Linked DNA regions of Sus scrofa: regions 1 and 3 are each linked to region 2. Evidence: chromatin contacts called from public promoter capture Hi-C data. All regions are on one chromosome and are shown on one strand. Each heading gives the region's core, a stretch centred on a gene start, on an enhancer-like site or on the middle of the called end of the contact. The rest is flanking DNA. Distances are from core to core; before and after follow the strand shown. Region 1 holds the start of DUSP11 (RNA/RNP complex-1-interacting phosphatase). Region 2 holds the start of ALMS1 (Alstrom syndrome protein 1). Region 3 holds the start of TPRKB (TP53RK binding protein).

Region 1 (4,546 bases), core at 390-2,889, 210 kb after region 2:
CAGAGATGGTCGGAACTTCTGTCTACCTGATAAAACCTAGGCCGGTCTTCAATACTAAGGTATCATTACTACTCAAATGTTGACTGAGATAGTTAAAATTCAATTCTTTGACTTCACGGTTTCTTTTCAGTCCTCATACAACTGATGCCATCAAACTCAATCAGTACGGAACTTCAAATTCATATTTTAAAAGAAAACCTTATGTGAGTCCTCTGGTAGCTCAGCGGGTTAAGGCTCCTGCATTTTCACCACTGCATTTTCACCACTGTGGGTTGCTGCTGTAGTGCAGGTTCGATCCCTGGCTGGGGAACTTCCACATGCTGCAAGTGTGGCAAAAAAAAGAAAAAGAGAGAGAGACGTGACATAAATGTTGCAACTCTCATTTTAAAAAATTAAAATATAAAAGAAAACCTGGTGATAAAAGGACTGTGAACTTCACTTAAAGTTAGGAATCACAGTGAAAAGTAATATGTGAACTGACTTGTGTAGGATGAGTTTGAACTAAGGTTAATTCAGAGTATCTGAAGCATAGAAAGTGAAGGCAAAAGTAGCAAAGACGGGGGTCTAGAAGCAGAGAAGATTCTATACCATGCAGGGTCTTAGAGGTCAAGGGTTTGTTTTTTATTCTTAAAACAATGCTTTGGGGGGAAAAATGCTTTTGAGAGATGTTTATGAGCAATATTCCAACTTTGTGTCTTAAAAATATTTCTTGTGTGAAGAATGGATTGAAAGGAAACAAGAGTAGATATACAGACACTCGTAGGGACCTAATTGCAACAGGTAGCCAAGTTCAGTATTAGAACGCTAATGGAGAGGTGACAGTTTCAAAAGAAATTCAAGAGATAAACTGAAGCGAACTTAATGTGGTAAGAGAGGAAAAAAGGAAAATCTCAAGGAATAAACGAGTTTACTGCGCATGAGCAATGTCTCCAAATTAATCATTTGAACGTACAGAGGTAGATCTTCCAAATGTCACCGGTTAAGAAGCAACAGAAACCACACAAAGCAACTTTTTCGATGGAAAACTCGGCGGCGCTGCTGGGTTTTTTCACTCAAATTCAATTATTACATTTTCTGTAGCACAACTTGAGGAATTGAAGGAGACTCCATTTCAGTAATTAAGAGGAAATCCCAACACTGCCGCTTCCATCTTAAAAAGCAGTCTCTCTGCATTTTACCCGAGAAGCAATGGCCAGAGCCTCGCTTTTAAAACAACGGGAAGAAATGAAAACATCAGACCGTCCCTTCCAGCTACTACGTACGGCGAAGCGAGAGGATGAATGCCCCGTAGCACAAGTCGGGCGGGGCAAGCGCTCGGAAGCCACAGTGACAAGCAGAGAGCGCAGACCTGAAGCCCAGGCCCAGGAGCCAAGGCATATTACCTTTCCGGGATGTGGTTTCCACCTTTCTTCTTGGCGGAGGAATGACCAGAGTAGACCCAACTCTGGCTCCAGCGTCTGTGAGCATGATGACAGTGGCTCATGTAGCCCCCAAGAAGACGCCCACAGAAGGCCAAAAATGCTAAACTCGCCAGGCCGGCGCACCCAAAGCTAGACTCGATCCGGAACCGGAAGCGCCTAAGCAGCAACCCTCGCCGCGCCCCGATCGCCTTGCTGTTGCGCATGCGCCACTGCTCGTCGAGATGACGTCACCACGCCGGCCGACTAAGAAACTTGATTAGTAAACAAGACTCTGCTGGCTGCAGTGCCCTCTTTAGCGGGCGGCTGGTAGCACAGGTCTGTTAGTTTGTGTGTACCCTCAGAAGTACAATAGTGCAGGACCTGGAAAGCTGTCTCACAATCCCAGTTTCTTGTGTAGTGCTAACATATTTTACAAACGTTACAGTCACATTTGTTGTACCTTGTATATAAGTATTTGTACATAATGTATATCCTATATTTTAAATAAAAGCAGCATACTATACATATTCTGCAGTCTAGCTTGGATACTGATTTCCCCAATTTATTTATACATTCATTCCATTCTTTCATTTTTCTTTTTTGGCCGACCCTCAGCATATGGAGTTCCTGGGCCAGGGATCAGCTCTCAGCCATAGATTCGACCTAAGCTACAGCTGCAGCAATGCCGGACCCTTAACCCACTGTGGTGGGCAGGGGAACCAACCTGCACCCTAGTGCTCCAATGCCACTGATCCTATTGTGCCACAGCAGGAACTCCTCATTCTATTCCTTTTAATGGTGCATAATATTCCATACTCTATATAACTAGTCCAATATTGATGGACTTACAGTTTTCGGTTTAAAAAATAATAATAATAAAAAATAATATCCTGCAGATGGGCTGCAATGTGAACATCCTAATACATGTATACATCTATATCTATATTTCTAGAAGTAGAATTGCTGGAATGAAGGAAATACAAATGTAAAATTTTGAAAGAGGCGTTCCTGTTGTGGCTCAGCGGGTTAAAAACCCTATTAATATCCATGAGGATGTGGGTTTGATCCCTGGCCTCACTCAGTGGGTTACGGATCTGGCATTGCCCCAAGCTGTGGCATAGGTCAAGGATGTAGCTCCAATCTGGTGTGGCTGTGGCTGTGGTTGTGGCCTGGGAATTTCCATATGCTGAGGGCATAGCCCTAAAAAGACAAAAAAAATTTTTTTGAAAGATAATGCCTAATTAATCTCCAAAAATATTGTATTGGGAATTCCTGCTGTAGTGCAGTGTGTTAAGAATCTGACTGCAGTGGCTCCGGTTGATGCAGAGGCATGGGTTAGACCCCCAGCCCAGCACAGTGGGTTACAAGGATCTGGCACTGCTGCAGCTGCAGTATAGGTCATAGATGCGGTTCAGATTCAATCCCTGGATCAGGAACTTCCATATATATATGTGTATGTGTATGTATATACACACATGCACACATATACACACACACATAAATATGCCACCAGTGTGGCCATATATGTGTGTGTGTGTCTGTGTATTTATATGGTATCAACTTAAATTCCCACTCATTTATTGAGTTTCTGTCATGTGCCTGGTATCACGCTGGATGTTGACAGTACGTATTTATGTTTTAGAAATACCAAAAAATACGAGAGAGAGATAAGAATAGAGCTCAAGCATAAGATTTCCTCACAATATCAGGCATAGGGATCTGTTAAAAGGGATCTCTTAGAAAAACTATGAATTCTGCCCCAGTGGAACAGCAAAGGATAACCTATCTTACATTAGATTAAAAAAAAACAAAACAAAAAACATGTGGAGTTCCTTTGTGATTCAGTGGTTTAAGAATGCGGCATTGTCACTGTAGTGGGTCAGGTCGCTGCTAAGGCGCAGGTTCGACCCCAGGCCCAGGAACTCCATATGCTGAGGGCATGGCCAAAAAAAATTTTTTTTAAAGTTTAAATCCACAACATTTACAATTATGAAAGCTTCCACATAATTACAAACAGGTCAATGTTAGCAAAGTGCTATTTGGAAAAAGAAAAGATATGTTAGCACAACATAGTTTGCAAACTCGCAAGTAGGCATGTTCAAATTAAAATATTCTTTTGCAATTTATGAAAAAAAAATCCAATAGGCATGTACTGTCCAAAAAGTACAAATGATACAAATATCTATAGACACGATGTCAATGTACAAGATGTGATATAAATCTATCAGACACAAGAAAAGCTATATTGGCCTTACACTTCTGATTTGCTAAAAGGTACAAGCTTGGATGGGAACAAATTCAGCTGGATTTAACACAAGAAAACCCTGGGCAAAACAGGGTTTCCAAAACTAGCAAAGAAGAGGCTTTCGGATGGGATTGGGTCCAACATGAGGTAAAAGAATGCCTTACTAGGTATGTAGTACCCTGGAATGGAAACTATAGAATCAAGGGATATTTGGAGCACCAGCCAGCTCAGCATTTGATGCTAATGAAATCTACCAGTATCTGACAGGCCCCAAAAACCATGTAATGGTTTGAGGGATTCTAAAAAAACGTGACAATGGGAAGAGTTAGGGAGAGTCTGGGGGGTAGACAGACTGGGTACATTATGCCAAGAAATGACTCCGTTAACTTGATGGGTACAAAATGCAGAAGTGGATCTATGGGATGAGACAATATCCTAACTATAAAAATAAGGCTTTAGATAGGACGTGATGGTAAGTTCCAAAGTGTTGAACTGTTTAGAGCTGTTTAGGTTCTTCCTCCAATGTGTAAGATTCTTTCAGAGGTTAAGACGATGCTGAGCCTGGAAGCTAAAGTTAAATGGCTAGAACTAGAGAGCAAAAATAAGTCATATAGGCTCAGAATCTGGAAAGGCCTAACTAAGGATTTGCCTGAATAGACTTGAATGTCAGAAATGAATATTTTATTTTGCATTATTCTATTCTTATTTATTTATTGGCTGTACCCATGGCATATGAAAGTTTCCAGTCCAAGAACTGAATCCCAGCTGAAGCTGTGACCTATGCTGCAACTGCAGAAACACCAGATCCTTAAACGGACTGTGCCTGGCTGGGAATTGAACCCATGCCTCCGCAGTAATCCAGGCCACAGCAGTTGGATTTTCAACCCATTGTACCACAATG
Region 2 (4,459 bases), core at 1,015-3,514:
GTGCAGCCCCAAAAGAAAAACAAATAAATAAACAAGAGCAGTAGCTATGGTTTGAGAAAAATACTCAAAGTACCCAAAAGTATTGTTTTTCTTCAGCAGCAAAAGAGCACCTGGAATAAAAAGTAACAGGATGAAGATAAAGGAGCTTATATTCAGACATCATGTTGTTAATTGTCAAAGTACATTAATAGGCAAGATTAGTTGTAGGGAAAAGAGGCTGAAGAATCAGAAAATTAATCTTGTTCTATTGTCAGGGGCACAAGCTGTTCACTTCTGTAATCAGCAGTTTCTGGAGAAGTCCCAAGACTCTTCAGTTCAAGGTCAATGGAATGGACATCCAATAGTTAGGAAAAATGATGCATGGATATTTAGCTGGGAAACATGAACCCCAGATCAATGCCTTGGAATTCTACTGCTGGGTCAGTTGTTAAGAGCTTAATAAGGTCTTTTCCATTGAGGTTCAAGGGAAGTTTTCTTCTGATGTGTTTTCAGAAAGACCAAATCTCCAGACTTCAGATCATGAAAAGCCTGTTTAGGTGGTCACTTTGGAAAAGTAGTGTCTACCTACTGTTGATAAAGCAGGAGATTTTGTGTGGGTCCCCTGCACCAATTAGTCATATCAGCTTGTATTAAGGTAGAATCTCGTATCGGAACTAATTCCTGAATACATGATGCAGCCTGTTATTAACTGAGGAGATATGTACATCTAGAATGGTTCATGTTGTTTCTCACAAGGTAAAGAGAAGTTCTTTGTGCCTTGGTACTTTGAGGGTTTCTGAGAGCTTTGATAATTAATTTTATAGTTCCATTAGTTCTCTTTATTTTTCCTGACATTTTTAGTGATAATGACAGTAGGATTTCTAAGTAAATGGTAAAGTTTTGCAGAATTATTTAATGACAGTATCAATGAAATGTGTGACCTTTTTAGTGGAGAGATACATTGGGATTTCTCAAGTCATAAATATAAAACCAAGCATTTTCCCCCCTACCACTACAGTCATAGCTCTCCAGCAAGGAAAAGCCTCAACCTACCACAAGGATTGTATTTGATCATTTAGAGGTGTTCAAAGGAGCCCTGAGGCTTTGGGCTCCAGTTCATAATCTACCTTTATAGTTTTCTCAGGATTGAGTCATTGGCAGTCAGGAGCTACATCCTTGGCAGTACCCCCTTAATTATCCCACCAGTGTTGGTTTAATATCATTGCTAATTTATCTCTGCTTTTGTGGGTAATACTATGAAGAATCATTGTTGGACTCCATACTAATTGTGGCTATCTCCTCAAGTAATAGCAAAGCGTTCCAAGATTCTTCAACTTGCTATTCATTTTATAGGGACTCAAGTGGTAGGGAAAACTGTTTCAGAAGCATTTCAAAATCACTGACTAACCCCAAAACATGTACTATCAGTAATAAATATTTGCTCTTTTATCCTTTATGAGCTATCCTTTATAGGGTGAGGGCAATTACTGGACTTAGACAAGACCTGGAATGGCATTGCCAGTCACTTACTAGGTAATAAGAGATCTGGGGCAAGTTATTTTTCTGAGCCTTATATTCTCCAAATACAAAATGGTAATAATACTTGTCTCACAGCACTGTAAGCATTTAATGTTACTGAATAATAATCAATGAATAACACCTACCACTAAGTTCTTCATAGGGATTATCTCCTTTAAATATCGCATTTATCCTATGCCTGTTACCCTCATTTCATAGAGGCTTAATCCCATTGGTAAGTGGCCAAGTTAGGATTCAAACTCCCATCTTTCTGACACCAGAGACCAGTTCTTATTCAACTCCTGTACTGCCTGTGACACTTTTCCACCTTAGGGTCAAGTGCCCATGATACAGCCTGTCGTATATCAGGCACTCAATCTTTAAAAATCAAAAATTATAATTTGCAAGTTTGATCTTAGGTTTGTCTGAAGGTATGATCTCCTCTCGGTGCAGCGGTAAAATTGTTTTGGCCTGGCCCTGCCAAGGACGAAATTCTACCCTCTCCTGACAGGAGCTCTGTCCGGGTTTATTGTGAGCTTACAGTGCTGTGAGCTAGAGCCCAGCGGGTGACGGCGGCAAGGCGTCGCCAGCCCCAGCCCACCACCTTTAGCCTTCCCGCCCAACCCCGCGGGGCGTCCTTAGCAACGCGCGCGCTCACTCCCTGCCCCGCCCCGTCCGCGCGACGCGGCGCCGGGCGCAAGGGGGCGGCGGTCTTTGCGCCTGCGCGCGGGCGCAACCGCCAGTCGGCTCTTTTCCCCTCCCTTCCCTCCCTCCCCCCCTCTCCTCCTCCTCCACTGCCTCCTAGAGCGAGCCGCCAACATGGAGCCCGAGGACCTGCCGTGGCCCGGGGAGCTTGAGGAGGAGGAGGAGGCGGAGGAGGCGGAGAACTTGGATGAGGACGAGGTGGTGATGGTGGAGGAGATGGAAGAAGAGGAGGGGCGGGACCTGGACGCGGACTTGAACTACGAGAGTCAGCGTCGGGAAAGTACGGACGACGAGGACGACGAGGAGGCCAAGGCCTGGCTGCAGGCGCATCCCAGCGGGGCTTTGCCTCTGCCGCCACTGCCGAGGTACCGCTACTCGGAGGGCGAGCTGACCAGTCCGAAGGTGAGCCGGGCCCGTGAGCCGGGCCGGGGAGAGGTGTGAGTCGCCGTGGGCAGGGTGATGGGTGGTCCCTGCGCGCTCTGCTTGCTCTCCCTGCCGGCTGCCTCCTGCTCGCTGCCTGTCACGGTGCCTGACACAAAGTACGCGTGCTTTTAAAGGATTATAGGGGCCTTGTCCCCTCCTGGGCCTCGACTCTTGTCCAGGTGCTGGTCAATTACTCCAAGTCTCCTTTTCTTTCTGGTAAAGATCTCTCTGTTTTTTCTCCCTCAGTGGGTCCCCGAGCCTTTTGAATTACACCAGATGTTCAGAGGCGCCGTATTCCCAGTGTGCGTGGTTAAGAAACGTTTTTGGGAGGAGGCGGGCTTTTCGCACCCTGAAGGAAAGGAGAAGGGCGGTGTAGGCGCGGTGAGAGTGGTTGCCCAGGGACTATCTTGTGGGGCAGTTAGGAGATTAGTTTGCTTGAAGGGCGGGACTTCCCTTGAGGGAGTAGTGCGGATTATGTACACCACAGGAGTTGTTAGTCTCTAGAGGTTCCTCACCCATTGTGCTTCTCTGGCCCCTTATTTGTAGCAGCAAAGGGGTCCCCAGGTGGTAGGAGGGGCTTAGAAATGCTTGAGGCTTATGCTGCAGCTCCCAACAATCTGGACAACTAGAAAGAGCTGATTTTTTGGTTGACTCCCAAAGATCATTTTGAAAACAACTGCATTAAATTGATTCCTTTTCAGGGAGAAGGAAAAAAAAAAGGTTCATTATAGAATTTGGATATCCAGTCATCAGACATTTATTAAGTTTCTATTCTGTGAAAGGTACATTGTGGGGACCAAACGGAAGCCTAGGGTTTATTGCCTAGGCCTGCTCCTTAGACAGGTTGTCAGCTGCGCAGAGCAAAACAAGGTTAACAACAATTGAAAAGACTATAGATAGACCTGTGCTGTTCCATACAGTAGTCATAGCAAAGTGTGACTCTTTACATCTTAATTTGTTAAAATTAAGTAAAGTTAAAAATTCAGTGCCCCTTGTACTAAACCACTTTTTCACATGTTCAGTAGCCACCCCTGACTAGTGGCTATGTTGATTGGACAGTGCAGATGTCGAAAAAATTTTACCATTACAGAAAGTTCTGCCAGATGTTGATGCTGTAGACTGTTGATCGTTAAAGAGTAATAGTTGTTGTTTGGCTTCATAAATATTCTATTTGGTAGTCAATTCATTGAGCATGTATTATTGAGTATTCATCATGGGCCACACATTATGCTAGATGCTTTGTGTGTGTGTCTCTCTACTTTTTTATAGTGTACACAGTCTAGAGAGGGAGAGAGACAAAAACGAGCTGGTCACATAAATAAAAGTAAAACATATTGTGCTAATGTGCTTTGAAAACATTCTTTAAGGGAATCTGACCTTGTCAGTGAAGCTGGGGAAAGCTTCCCTGAGGTATTTATGACAGCTGAGAGCTGAAGGCATGTTACGATTACCTGGGCAAAGGAAAAGGAAAGATCTTTCTAGCTGAGGGAAAGGCACACGGAAAGGTACTGATGGTTAGAGAGAGCATGGCATTTTCAAGGCACCAAAAACCAATATGGGTTGAGCACAGACTTGAAGACTTTGTATGCTATGCCGGAGATTTGGAACCTTTATTCTGGGAAGTCATTGAAAATAAAAGGGTATATGATAAGATTTGAATTTCAGAAAGATCACTTTGTAGCAGAGTAGAGAACAGCTTTGACAGTAGGTTGGGGTGGGGAGCAGCAGTAGTAAGTCAGGGATGGCTAATTAGGAGGCCATTGCAGTATTGCTAGACAAATGATGATGATATTTTGGAAGAGGGAAGTTTTGGTGGATGTAGAAGAAAGTAGAC
Region 3 (4,200 bases), core at 436-2,935, 180 kb after region 2:
CGCCTTTGACAGCTCCTAGGGCGGGGTGCTCTGGCTTCTAGTCACTGCTAATTCAAGGTCGGCCAAATCTGATTCCACTCCACAGCTTGGACAAGGCCTTTTTACCTGAAGATAACAGGTTTGGGCTGACCTGTAACAGCAAGAAATATTTCATATTCTTAAACTCCCTGCAGAGTGCACTCCTTCCCACAAGTACTTACCACTGTAGGGTTGATTAATGAGCCGTCAATGCCACCTTCCATGGCCTTTTTTCTCAAGGCTCCAGCATTTTTCACATCTTTAAATAACAGAAGGGTCACCCTGTACTCAGGAAACAGGTCCAGTTGCTCTGTTAACTGCATTTCATAGATAAGACAGGATTCTGTTGCACAAGACCAAAAGACCAAAAGTTAACACCGTAGGTCACTAACAAAAAAATATCTTTACTTAACGAGATATTTTTTTGCTTTTTAGGGCTGTGCCTGTGGCATATGGAAGTTGCCCAGCTGGGGGTTGAAATCAGAGCTGCAGCTGCTTGCATATACCCCAGCCACAGCCACAACCACAGCCAGGCCAGATCTGAGCCGTATCTGTGACCTGCACCACGGCTCACGGCAACACCAGATACTTAACCCACTGAGCAAGGCCAGGGATCCAACCCGAGTCCTCATGGATACTAGTCACGTTTGTTACCGCCAAGCCACACTGGGAACTCCCTAACAAAGTAACTTTAATAAGAACATATAAAAGTGTTAAAATAGAAAAATCTATCCCGAAAACACATCTGGCATTCTCACAGTATACTGTCTTCCTAAACCTGCTGTTTCTAGCTTCCTTTACCATTCCTGGCGAAGGATCAAGGTTGCCACCTGATCCCCTGCTTGTGCAGTAAGTCCGGCTCTGATCCGTGGATGAGATGCCGTTTCCCCAATAGACAACTAGGTGCAGATTACCAAAAATGTTTTAGATCACAGGTTACTTTTAGCATTAATGAAACCTCACTCCAACTTCTTAGCCTTTTTAGTTTTCTTATCTCACCATTTGATTTATGTTTTAGCAGCACCTAGACACAAATACGAAAGAAGAAAATAATCTTACAGAGGAAAAGTATGACATGACTCAGAGAACTCATTTCACACATGGGGATTTAAGCAGGGAGGGCACAATGCTTTAATAATACTGGCCCTTTATAGACATAAATTGAACAAGAAAAGGACGGGGTATATACAAAGACATAAGAGAAACATGACAAATAACTACAAAGACATATCCTTGCACAGAAAAACAAAGCATTGCAAAAATTTGATCTTTAAAACAATTTCAATCAGTCCTAATGAGATATTTGGGTGAGGCAATTTGATAGGTTCATTTTATCCTTTTACCTAGGAGGTTCCATTTACAGCATTTTTCTCAAAGAATAAACTGGCAATCTGAAGGTTTATGTAACAAGAGGTCCTTATCATTATCCTAACAGTAAAAGCTGAAAAGAACTAGTAACAGGATTTGTTTTCACTAAACAACCACTAAAAACTGTAGTCTTGAAGAGTACTTAAGGATGTATAAAAACAGCAATAAATAACACTAAAACATTTGATGTGGAAATCAAAACATAAAATTGTGGGTTTTTTAAAAAAGGTACACATACACACACACACAAAATTGAAAGAAAAATACAACGAAAAATTACCTTTGACCTGCTGGAATTTCATCTGACTTTTTTCTTATTGTAACAAAAGAAAAAAAGAACATTTGTGAATAACGTCCTGGCACACAGCAGTTCAGTCATAATCAAGGTCCAATGGAAAAAAAAATACAGAAAGATAAAATGTACACCCAATTATAAAAGAAGATGCACCCAGAAAACAAAAACACGAAGTACACCAAAATATGGCCATCTTGGGCAGTAGAATTGAAGGCAATTTCTAAGGTCTCCTATAAATATTTTTCTATGTGCTGAATTTTCTACAATGAGTACTCAAAATATATAATGAGTACATACAACCAGAGAGAAAAAAAATGTGGTTTTTGTTTTTACATGAGGGGAAAAAGGACCTCTAGCAAACGTCAGAATAGTTTGCTTTTCTTTTACATAATTCATTCAGTCCAGAAACTTCGAGTCACTGCTGGATACTGACCTCTCACTCAAATCCCATATCTAATCCAAAAGTCTTGTCAATTTAAATTTTATTTTTCACCCTGCCCACAGCACGTGGAAGTTCCAGGGGCCAGTAATCAAACCCGGGCCACAGCAGGGACCCAAACCGCTGCAGTGACAACGCCAGATCCTTAACCCACTGCACCACAGGAGAACTCCTTGTCAATTTTTAATATCTTGACGGATACAATTCTCTCCATACCCACTGCCACCACAGTGGGCCACCAACTCACATCCACAGTTTGGCCTCCTAGAAGTGCTCAGCTCACAGTTCCTGCCCTCCTATCATGCAGCCGCCACCTGGGAGTCAAAACCATCTTTTCACAAACAAGAACAAAATAATGCCACTTGCAGCAACATGGATGGAACTAGAGACTCTCATGCTAAGTGAAGTAAGTCAGAAAGAGAAAGACAAATACCCTATCACTTATATCTGGAATCTAATATAGGGCACAAATGAACCTATCTACAGAAAAGAAACAAACTCAGGGACACGGAGAACAGACTTGTGCTTGCCAAGACGGAGGGGGAGGGAGGGAGATGGACTGGGAGTTTGGGGTTAGCAGATGCAAACTACTGCATTTGGAATGGATAAGCAATGGGATTTTGCTGTGTAGCCCATGAAACTATATATGATCACTTGTGATGGAACATGATGGAGAATAATGTGAAAAAAAGAATGTATGTATGCATAACTGGCTCACTTTGTGAGGCAGAAATAGACAGAACACGGTAAATCAACTATAATTTAAAAACTATTATCGGAGTTCCCGTGGAGGCACAGTGATTAACGAATCCAACTAGGAACCATGAGCTTGCGGGTTCGATCCTTGGCCTTGCTCAGTAGGTTAAGGATCCGGCATTGCCGTGAGCTGTGGTGTAGATCACAGACGCGGCTCGGATCCTGCGTTGCTGTGGCTGTGGTGTAGGCCGGTGGCTATGGCTCCAATTCGACCCCTAGCCTGGGAACCTCCATATGCCACGGAAACGGCCCTAGAAAAGGCAAAAAGACAAAAATAAATAAATAATAAAAACTATTTTTTATATATATATATAAATCTTTTATATATAAATCTTGCCCTGCTGCTGCTCTTATGAGAAATCCGTTTAGGTCAAGGCGTTCCAAACTCAAACTCTGGGCCCTTCCTCCCTGTTGGGCTTCCGGGCGCACTGCTCCCCTGACCGCGCTCAGTCCGCCACTGCCGTCCTGACTTCTCAGCCGCATCTCCAAGCTCCTCCCTTCCCCCCGCCCTCCCGGAAAGGCAGCTGTCCCCATTCAAACCTTCCTCCCTTCAGCTCGCTGGTAAAGAGTCCCTTTACCAGCGCGCCCAGAGCCCCAGGTCTAGCTCCCGATTTTGTCACAACCTTGGTGAAACGCGGGCCTATCAGGATGATGTATCGCCGCTAGACTTTACAGCCCTCCATAAACGAGGTCGCAGGGAACCACAGGCCTCGCACGGAAAAATCACGCTCACGGGCGCCGGGATTGAGCCCCCAGTTCAGGCCCGCTACTGCGCTGGGAGGACTCAGCGGCGCGTCCCTGTCCGTTTCTTAAGATCTTCCCCACGGAAACAAAACCCTCAACTTCCGGAAGCTCGGCGGCAGCTGCGCCCCCTCTCAGGCGTCCCGGAGTCCGTCGCGTCTTTCCCGGTCCCAGCCGGAGGAAGGTGGTCGGCCGCCTTCCCGCACACCCTTCCTCTCCAACCTGAGTGCGGTCTACGAAAGCAAGGGAGAGCCGGGGTTCCTTCCTCCACTTCCGGCGAGGGGGTCGGCGAGGCTCCTCTGGCGGGCTGGCTGTGGGTCGCCGCCTCGTCCTGAAGCCGCATGGCGTCGGACGAGACGTCCTCAGCTCTTTTTCGTGTGAAGTACTGACTCCGATGAGCTCTACATGCGTCTCCCCTGCTAGAGAGTCAATAGTTCTCTTTCGAGGCAGGCGGGACTCAGTTTGCATCTTGCTTCTGGCGCGGGCATTTGGGGAAGGATCTGGAGCCGACCGCCCTCGGCGACGGGCCTCGGGTACATAGGAAAGGATAGGTGACAGTACGTTAATGGAATCTACCTCTTCA

What was found. Promoter capture Hi-C pulls out the DNA fragments that hold promoters and counts their contacts.
Region 1: a contact with region 2 is called in a promoter capture Hi-C map of fetal liver, with 2.5 times the contacts expected there. The contact joins the promoter of DUSP11 here to the promoter of ALMS1 in region 2. A contact is called at or near these places in 2 of 5 promoter capture datasets (fetal liver and liver), 2 of 47 Hi-C or Micro-C datasets (liver and skeletal muscle) and 1 of 2 datasets of contacts at active chromatin or transcription factors (alveolar macrophages).
Region 3: a contact with region 2 is called in a promoter capture Hi-C map of liver, with 2.5 times the contacts expected there. The contact joins the promoter of TPRKB here to the promoter of ALMS1 in region 2. A contact is called at or near these places in 2 of 5 promoter capture datasets (fetal liver and liver), 1 of 47 Hi-C or Micro-C datasets (embryonic fibroblasts) and 1 of 2 datasets of contacts at active chromatin or transcription factors (alveolar macrophages).

What each region holds. Positions count from the first base shown.
Region 1 is chr3:69,203,265-69,207,810 of Sscrofa11.1, reverse strand. It overlaps DUSP11 (RNA/RNP complex-1-interacting phosphatase), which reads right to left and starts at 1,639. Exons shown (of 8, transcript XM_003125007.6): 1 at 1,383-1,639. The coding sequence starts at 1,624.
Region 2 is chr3:69,414,848-69,419,306 of Sscrofa11.1, reverse strand. It overlaps ALMS1 (Alstrom syndrome protein 1), which reads left to right and starts at 2,264. Exons shown (of 22, transcript XM_021087373.1): 1 at 2,264-2,604. The coding sequence starts at 2,317.
Region 3 is chr3:69,235,810-69,240,009 of Sscrofa11.1, reverse strand. TPRKB (TP53RK binding protein) reads right to left here and starts at 1,685. Exons shown (of 5, transcript NM_001144846.1): 1 at 1,667-1,685; 2 at 201-361. The coding sequence starts at 341.